Linked DNA regions of Hordeum vulgare: region 2 is linked to region 1. A link is a contact called in public Hi-C data. All regions are on one chromosome and are shown on one strand. The core of a region is the stretch at or near the end of the contact, and the rest is flanking DNA. Distances in the headings are between cores, read along the strand shown.

Region 1 (3,529 bases), core at 662-3,161:
ACGGATGTATGCATGTCGATGGATTCTTTTTGTGGATGGAATCAAGACTGGTCGAATCTGCAGCGACGACAATAATTCTCTTCTCTCGTGTGGCCTTTTCTCAGCGGAGAACAAAAGTGCATGATAACGTGTTTGAAGTAGAAAGTAAAAAACGAAAGAGATGAATGAAAGATGATTCATTATTCTTTATTGATGATAAAAGTGAGGTATTTATACCCGAGCGGAAGTACACTTGTTGCTTGGCAGTTAAGTAACCAATAGTTACTTGAAAGCCAAGGAATTACATAGTTGCCTTGAGAGCCAAGGAAGTACATGAGAACCAAGTAACTTATCTACCACTTAACTTAATCCTAATTAGCTTAATTAATAAGCAACTATTATATTCTTAACACGAACGACGGAGATGCAGTGGATAAGGACCCTCTCAAGTAGCGCGAGGTATGAATGACTCCTCAATACCCATATTCTGGGTGTTTTGGTGACTGACACGGTCCTTGAGGTCACACACGAGGAGACTCTGGCAGAAGGCGCACGTGTGGCTCAACTTGAGCATAACTTGGTTGTTTGCGAGCAGGCACTGGCAGATAACATTCGACATCGACGCCTTGACCCTTCAGTTGTCCGACACAGGGTGATGGGATTGTCGTGGATGGCATCCCGCAAGTGTCTACCTTTCTGAAGGTGACGATCGCTTAAAACAAGCTCATTTCTCAGTCTCGTGGTCGATTGACGTCGCGTAGTCGGGGCCCAGAAGGAACCAGAGTCAGATCCCTACATTGCTTCGGCGCATCCTTGCCACTCCACAGTACGAAGAGCAACCACTCAGATGGATGGAAGGAGAGCTCGGTCCCCCCTCCGACAAGAGGACCGTCCGCGACTGTGTGCACTATCAGAAAACACATATGTGATGGTACGACTTTGTTATAATAGGTCACATTTTGTGTCACGCATGTATATCCATGACGATTTTATGAGAGAATCAAGATAGTCATACATGTGTTGTTATGGAAGTGTTTTCATGACAATAATGCATTTAGTATCATAGAAGTGTTCACTTCTGTGGTGATAAATGGCGTGTCATGAAAGTTTTTTCGTTAAGTTGTGGTCGTCGTTAAGCTATCGGGTGCCAATTTTGGATGTCATACCCATTAAGAGCTCCAATCAATGATGATTTTTTTTCAAAAATCTTGATTTAATAATTTTTCAAGTACAAGATTAACATTTTTTTGAATACATGATCAAATTTTGTTTTATACACATTTATGTTTTTTTAATTTGATTAACATTTTTAAGTACAAGCTTAACATTTTAAAATACATGGTCAACATTTTTCTATAAGAAATTAATATTTTTAATACAAGATTACCATTTTTTGAATACATGGTCAAAACAATTTATACACATTTAACGTTTTCAAATGCTTGATTAAATTTTTATAAACACTTGTGTAACATATTTTCTCAAATGGTGGATTAAAAATTTATTAAATGCTTTATCAATTTTTTCCACACGCATTATACTCCCTCCGTTTCAAAATTCTTGTCGTACATTTGTTTAGATGTGAATGTACCTAGTCACGTTTTAGTATTTAAATACATCCATTTTTAGACAGACCTAAGACAAGAATTTTTGGACCGAGGGAGTAGTTTTTTTTATACATGAAAAAAAAATCTATATACATGTTTAACATTTTTCAAATGCTTGGATAACAGTTTTTGGAAGCGTTTTTACGAAAGTGTTTTTAATAAATTTATTTAGAACTTGGAAGTATAAACTAAAGTAAATAAAAAGAAAGAAAAAATGGAAAGAAAATAACATGGAAGACAAAAAAAAACGATGTTGTGGCTCCCCCGTGCCTGGGCCGGTCCTTATTGCGCTCGGCTTCATGTGAGAGTGAGTACAGTAGTTCTAAAAAGATGTTCTATATATTATTATTTTTGTCGCGTGAAGCGAGACGCGGCACCGGCGCGGGACGAGGGGAGAAGCGGCGGCGCAGGTGAGCCCCGGCCTCGCCCCTCCTCCCCCTCCCTTCCTGTCTCCGGCCGGCAACGGCGGTAGCGCCCCCAATCGCCAGTGCGGCCCGCATCGATCCCCTCTGTCCCCGCTCGACATCTCCATCTCCATCTCCATCTCCGGCCATCGGCGTGTCTCCTCCCTCTCCGCCTCTGCCCCATCCGGCCAGTCCTCATCCCTCCCCTGCCTATACCACACATCTTGGATGCGGGACCTCACCCCCACCCCGTCCATGTCCGATGCGGGTCGTGGAGCAGTAGCTGGTCGCCGCCCCCTCCCGTACCCCATGGCGGCGTCAGCTCGCCTCACTTTTAACCACTTCTTAAATCCCAATTCCTCCCGTGCTGGATTCTTAGATGCTGACTATTTCTCTGGAATTTGCAGGTTGTTTCAAGGTCGGCACATCCTGAAGGCCAATTGAAGGCTCGTGACTAACAAATACATATTTTTTGCTCTCCCAGGTTATTTATCTTGCCATGTGCTTGCTTCTGTTTACAAATTTGATGGCTTGCTAGTGGATATTGATTGATGTTTGTCCATGATTTGATATGGTGGAGGAAAAATCAGTGTAGCTGCAGCATGTGCTTTTGGCTTGGTTTATTTATTTGGTTTAGAAGCCTTGCTGGACCATGTCAAATATGGCTTGGTATATTAATTTGTGTTACTGAATATGCTGATTGAAGAAATATGGCTTGGCATATTAATTTGTGTTACTGAATATGCTGATTGAAGTTGAAGGTGTGTTCGTGCTTTGATATGGCGGAGGACAAATCATACTTGGATATGTAGGGATGGTTGTTGAACCATGTCATATATGACCTGGTTTATTTATTACGAATGCTTTCTGTAGCATATGTGACATGGCTTGGTTTATTATTTGTGTGATGGAATGACCTTGTGCTGTAGCAAACGGAATAGGATTTCAACAAAAGAATGGATTTCATTACAACCTCTTATTCTTTTCCCTACTATCATTGACTATTCGATCCACATCATTCGTTACGGTAGGCCTACCACCCCTGGACCAGCCCAAAGCTGAGTCACGGCCGCACCGCAACTCTCCAGCTTCCGCGCACCAGCTGTGCCGCCCTCGCCAGGTGGTGAGATCTCCTATCTCTCCTGCCGGTGGGTCAGTGGTTCCAGCGGACAACATGCTGGGCGTCTCCACCGGCCAGCTTTTGGTCATCCTTGGGGCCTGCTCCGTGATGATGAGTAAGACTTGGAGCCACATCACCTCTCTTTTCTTTTGCCTTTCATTTGATCTCATTGCCTGCCTGAGCTGCTCAATCGGATAGGTTATTTTGCCGATTGCTGCCATAAGAAGATGATTTGGGGAGCTCTCTTTTCACAATTTGTGAGAAACTGCAGCGCGGGTCCTTTTTTTTCCGTTTAGTCTGATTCATCTGTTCTTGGCAGAGCCCAGTGACATGATCAAGATGGCAAGAGTGGCAGGGAGGATGACCGGGAGAGCGGTCGGTCGCCTCATGATCTACCGCCGGCAGATGGATGACATCTT
Region 2 (3,320 bases), core at 75-2,574, 240 kb before region 1:
AGCTCTTTCGTCCCCAAAAAATATTAAATAGATTACCATCGAGACTAGTCAGTACCTCTATAGCCCCAGTCCTCATATCTGCATTGAAAGCTTCCGTTGGGCGCAGACGCACCACCCCCTCAACAGAAACCACTGATTCCACTCTCAGCTTGTTTACAACAGCGTAAACTTCAGGGTATTCCGGCAGAGTCGTCACCTGCAGAAAGAGTAGAACAAACACTGGCTTAAGATCACTAAACAGTTCGAACAATAATGACCATAAACATCAGTAACTATGACAGGCAATCTTGAAATAGTTATCACTCTGCAAGCCTCTGAAAAGTTATTTCTCCGAAAAAAAGGGAATATTAGTTGCTCAGTATAGAATACTACTGTACTTCCACATTGACCTTTGCTGACTACAAACACTTGCCAAAATCACTCTACAACACAGTATCTGGTTTCTACTTCAACACAACAGACCATTCAGGTGGCGCAAATTATGTGGCGGAAGCTTTAGCAAAAAATTGCGATATCATCGGCGGTCAGCTGCAAATATTTAGGTACAGAGGGAGTACTTCCGCATTGACCTTTGCTGACTACAAACACTTGCCAAAATCACTCTACAACACAGTATCTGGTTTCTACTTCAACACAACAGACCATTCCAGGTGGCACAAATTATGTGGCGTAAGCTTCAGCAGAAAATGTGATATCATCGGCGGTCAGCTGCATAGATAGAAGTTGTCTCTACCGCAGCAGCAGCAGCTACATTGCATGTTCATAACTAAGAGATCATCATGAAGCGATGCTTATGTTTGCACTTTGCAGCAGCAATAACAACCAGGCCAACGACATTGAAACGAAAACGGGTCACCTGGACCATGCCGGAGGAGTCGCGGAGGGTGAGGAAGGTGAGGCCGGCGTGGGAGCGGCGGAGGGCGACCCAGCCGCAGAGCCGGACCCTGCGCCCGGCGTCGCCCGCCCCGAGCTCGCCGCAGAGCGCGTCCCGCTGGGGCCACTGCAGAGGCTGCATCCTCTCCAGCTTCGCCTCGGCCGCGGGGAGCACCGCCGCCGCCGCCTCCTCCGGTGGGGTCGCCGCATCGGTGGCGGCCGCTAGGGTTCGGGGCGTGGGCGTGGAGCGTGGGGAGGCCGATGCGGAGCCGGAGAGCAGGAGGATGCCGCGGAGGTGCGGGGCGGGAGGCCTGCGGCTGAGTGGCTTCAGGCGGGAGAGGAGGGAGAGCGGCGAGGCGCGGAGGAGGGAGGAAGCCATTGGTGGCGACGTGGGAAGGGAGCGGAGGAAGAGGGGAGAGAGGGTTTGGGATTAGAGACGACCATGGATGGGTTTCTCAACCGTTGATGGCCCTTATCCCTCCGGCGCGAATCTTACAGCGCGGCTTCACCCCTTCAAACCGTGCAGCGAAATACGCCCGAATTCGAAGCTTTCCAACGGTTTGAACACATGCCTTGTGAACTTGATAGAAATTTTAGGTCCTATTTGCCACGCGAAAATGTAAAGCATAACGACTTAATGAACACTCCGGGGCGTAGGCCGTGCTCTCACGAGTCGACTGGACCTATTTAAAAAATAAATATTCTTATGTTATTTTATCTAGTGTACGATGACCTTCGCTTTCAGACTATCGTACGCTACTAGTCTTTAACCATGTTGTTAAGGACACCCTGAAAAGAAGGTTGATTCTTACATGTCGGAATTGATTCTTAGATGTCAATATTGATGTTGGTCGTGTGTGATCCTCACCTTATGAAAAAGTCATCGACCCTTGAGGCTAGATGACTTCGTCTAAAGTAAGTTTTGAAAATGTAATGCATGTCGGCTTCGAAAGGTGAAGGACTCCTCGAAAGCGCCTTAGAGTCGTCGCTAATCCTTGACATCGTGACACTCCACGCCCTCACCAAGCTTGGAATTATTGCGGATCCTCGACATTGCTCTGCTCAGAAGTAGCGTGGATCCTCAACACCGCGACCCTGCCCGTCTTCATCAAGCTCGAAATTGAGCGGATCCTTGACGATGCGACCCCACAAGTCTTCACCAAGCTCGGAATGGCTTCGAACCGCTATCGCCTCTATGACTTCATCACTCGATGTCTCCACAAAATTTGTCGTCCTTACCATGATCAAGCCATCCAAAAAAGAGATGCAGCGCCGCCGCAGACGTCAGGGTGTGTCCAAATAACATTATGATTGATCAACAACGTACATCATGAGTTATTGTCTAACCAAGACCCTCACCATCGCACAGGGTTACCTCGGTTATTAAGGATTTCTACGGACCAACATATTGGACGTTTAATGACTACACAACAAGGCCCCTAAGGAGTTGCTTTCGCCTACTATACTAATACTTACTAACACCGGGATTTGGTGTAGCCTTCCATGCGTCGCTGCACTTTACCTCCTCCTAGGTCAATCTAATGGTTTTTGCGTACAAGCAGAGCCTTAGAACGAGAAAGAGACGAGAGACAAATCCTTTATGAAAAACACATAAAAACGTTCAATTAAGCAAAGTCAATACCAACGTTCATGTGCATACATACATAGGGCCGCAAGGTTGTACCTTAGGCCATGGCTAAAAGGATTACTCATACATGGGAAACATTGTAGATGTCAGTGATAGATGAATGATTATACAAAGTCTTACTATGTTGTCGTATGTGATGAATCATTTACAAATATGGCTAAGTATGGGGAGAATGGCTATGGCGGTGGATAGGGTTTTTAGGAATGGTGATGGTGATCCTGTACTATTGTTGGGGTGTTCTTATTGTTCTATTGCGAATGGGGTTGTGTGTCTTTTATAAAGTGTGTCAGGGATGACATCACAAGAGATTCTAGTGCTTGATGTGTGATGGCTTCATATTTTACGCATCTTTAGAGCTCATTTGTTATGCATTATCTTTATATATCAAGTCATAGCATGCTCCATTAAGCCAATTACATGTACATACACATAATTTTCAGTTTTTACTCTTTTAACCGCAAGCATTGCATAATATGTATTATTTGTTAGTTTTTATTAGTTTTCTTTGTCTTTGTGTGTATTGTAGGTGGAATGAACTTCCCTGCTACTTAACATGATTAAAAGGGATCAAACGGTTGGACACCTAGGGGCCACACTTAGGGCCAGTTTTTTTGCTAGCTTTTTTGGGCTTTTAAAAAAAGTTGCCCTTTACCCAGCTTATTTTAGAAGTCCAACTACAAATATTTTTTAGAAGCCAAATAGGCAATTCTTAATTAGTAGGCTTTTAAATCAATGAATTTGGTCGTGCTTCTAGAATAAGTTGGATAGAGGGTAACTTATTTCGCCTTATTCTAAAGGC

Evidence for each region. A called contact is a pair of places that touch in the nucleus more often than the background predicts.
Region 2: a contact with region 1 is called in a Hi-C map of seedling, with 2.6 times the contacts expected there. The contact joins the promoter of LOC123442788 here to the promoter of LOC123442786 in region 1. A contact is called at or near these places in 4 of 6 Hi-C or Micro-C datasets (leaf and seedling).

The regions. Positions count from the first base shown.
Region 1 is chr3H:30,884,622-30,888,150 of MorexV3_pseudomolecules_assembly, reverse strand. It overlaps LOC123442786, which reads left to right and starts at 1,911. Exons shown (of 10, transcript XM_045118919.1): 1 at 1,911-1,996; 2 at 2,398-2,474; 3 at 3,022-3,225; 4 at 3,430-3,529. The coding sequence starts at 3,165.
Region 2 is chr3H:31,124,199-31,127,518 of MorexV3_pseudomolecules_assembly, reverse strand. It overlaps LOC123442788 (aspartate--tRNA ligase, chloroplastic/mitochondrial), which reads right to left and starts at 1,324. Exons shown (of 15, transcript XM_045118921.1): 1 at 857-1,324; 2 at 56-196. The coding sequence starts at 1,252.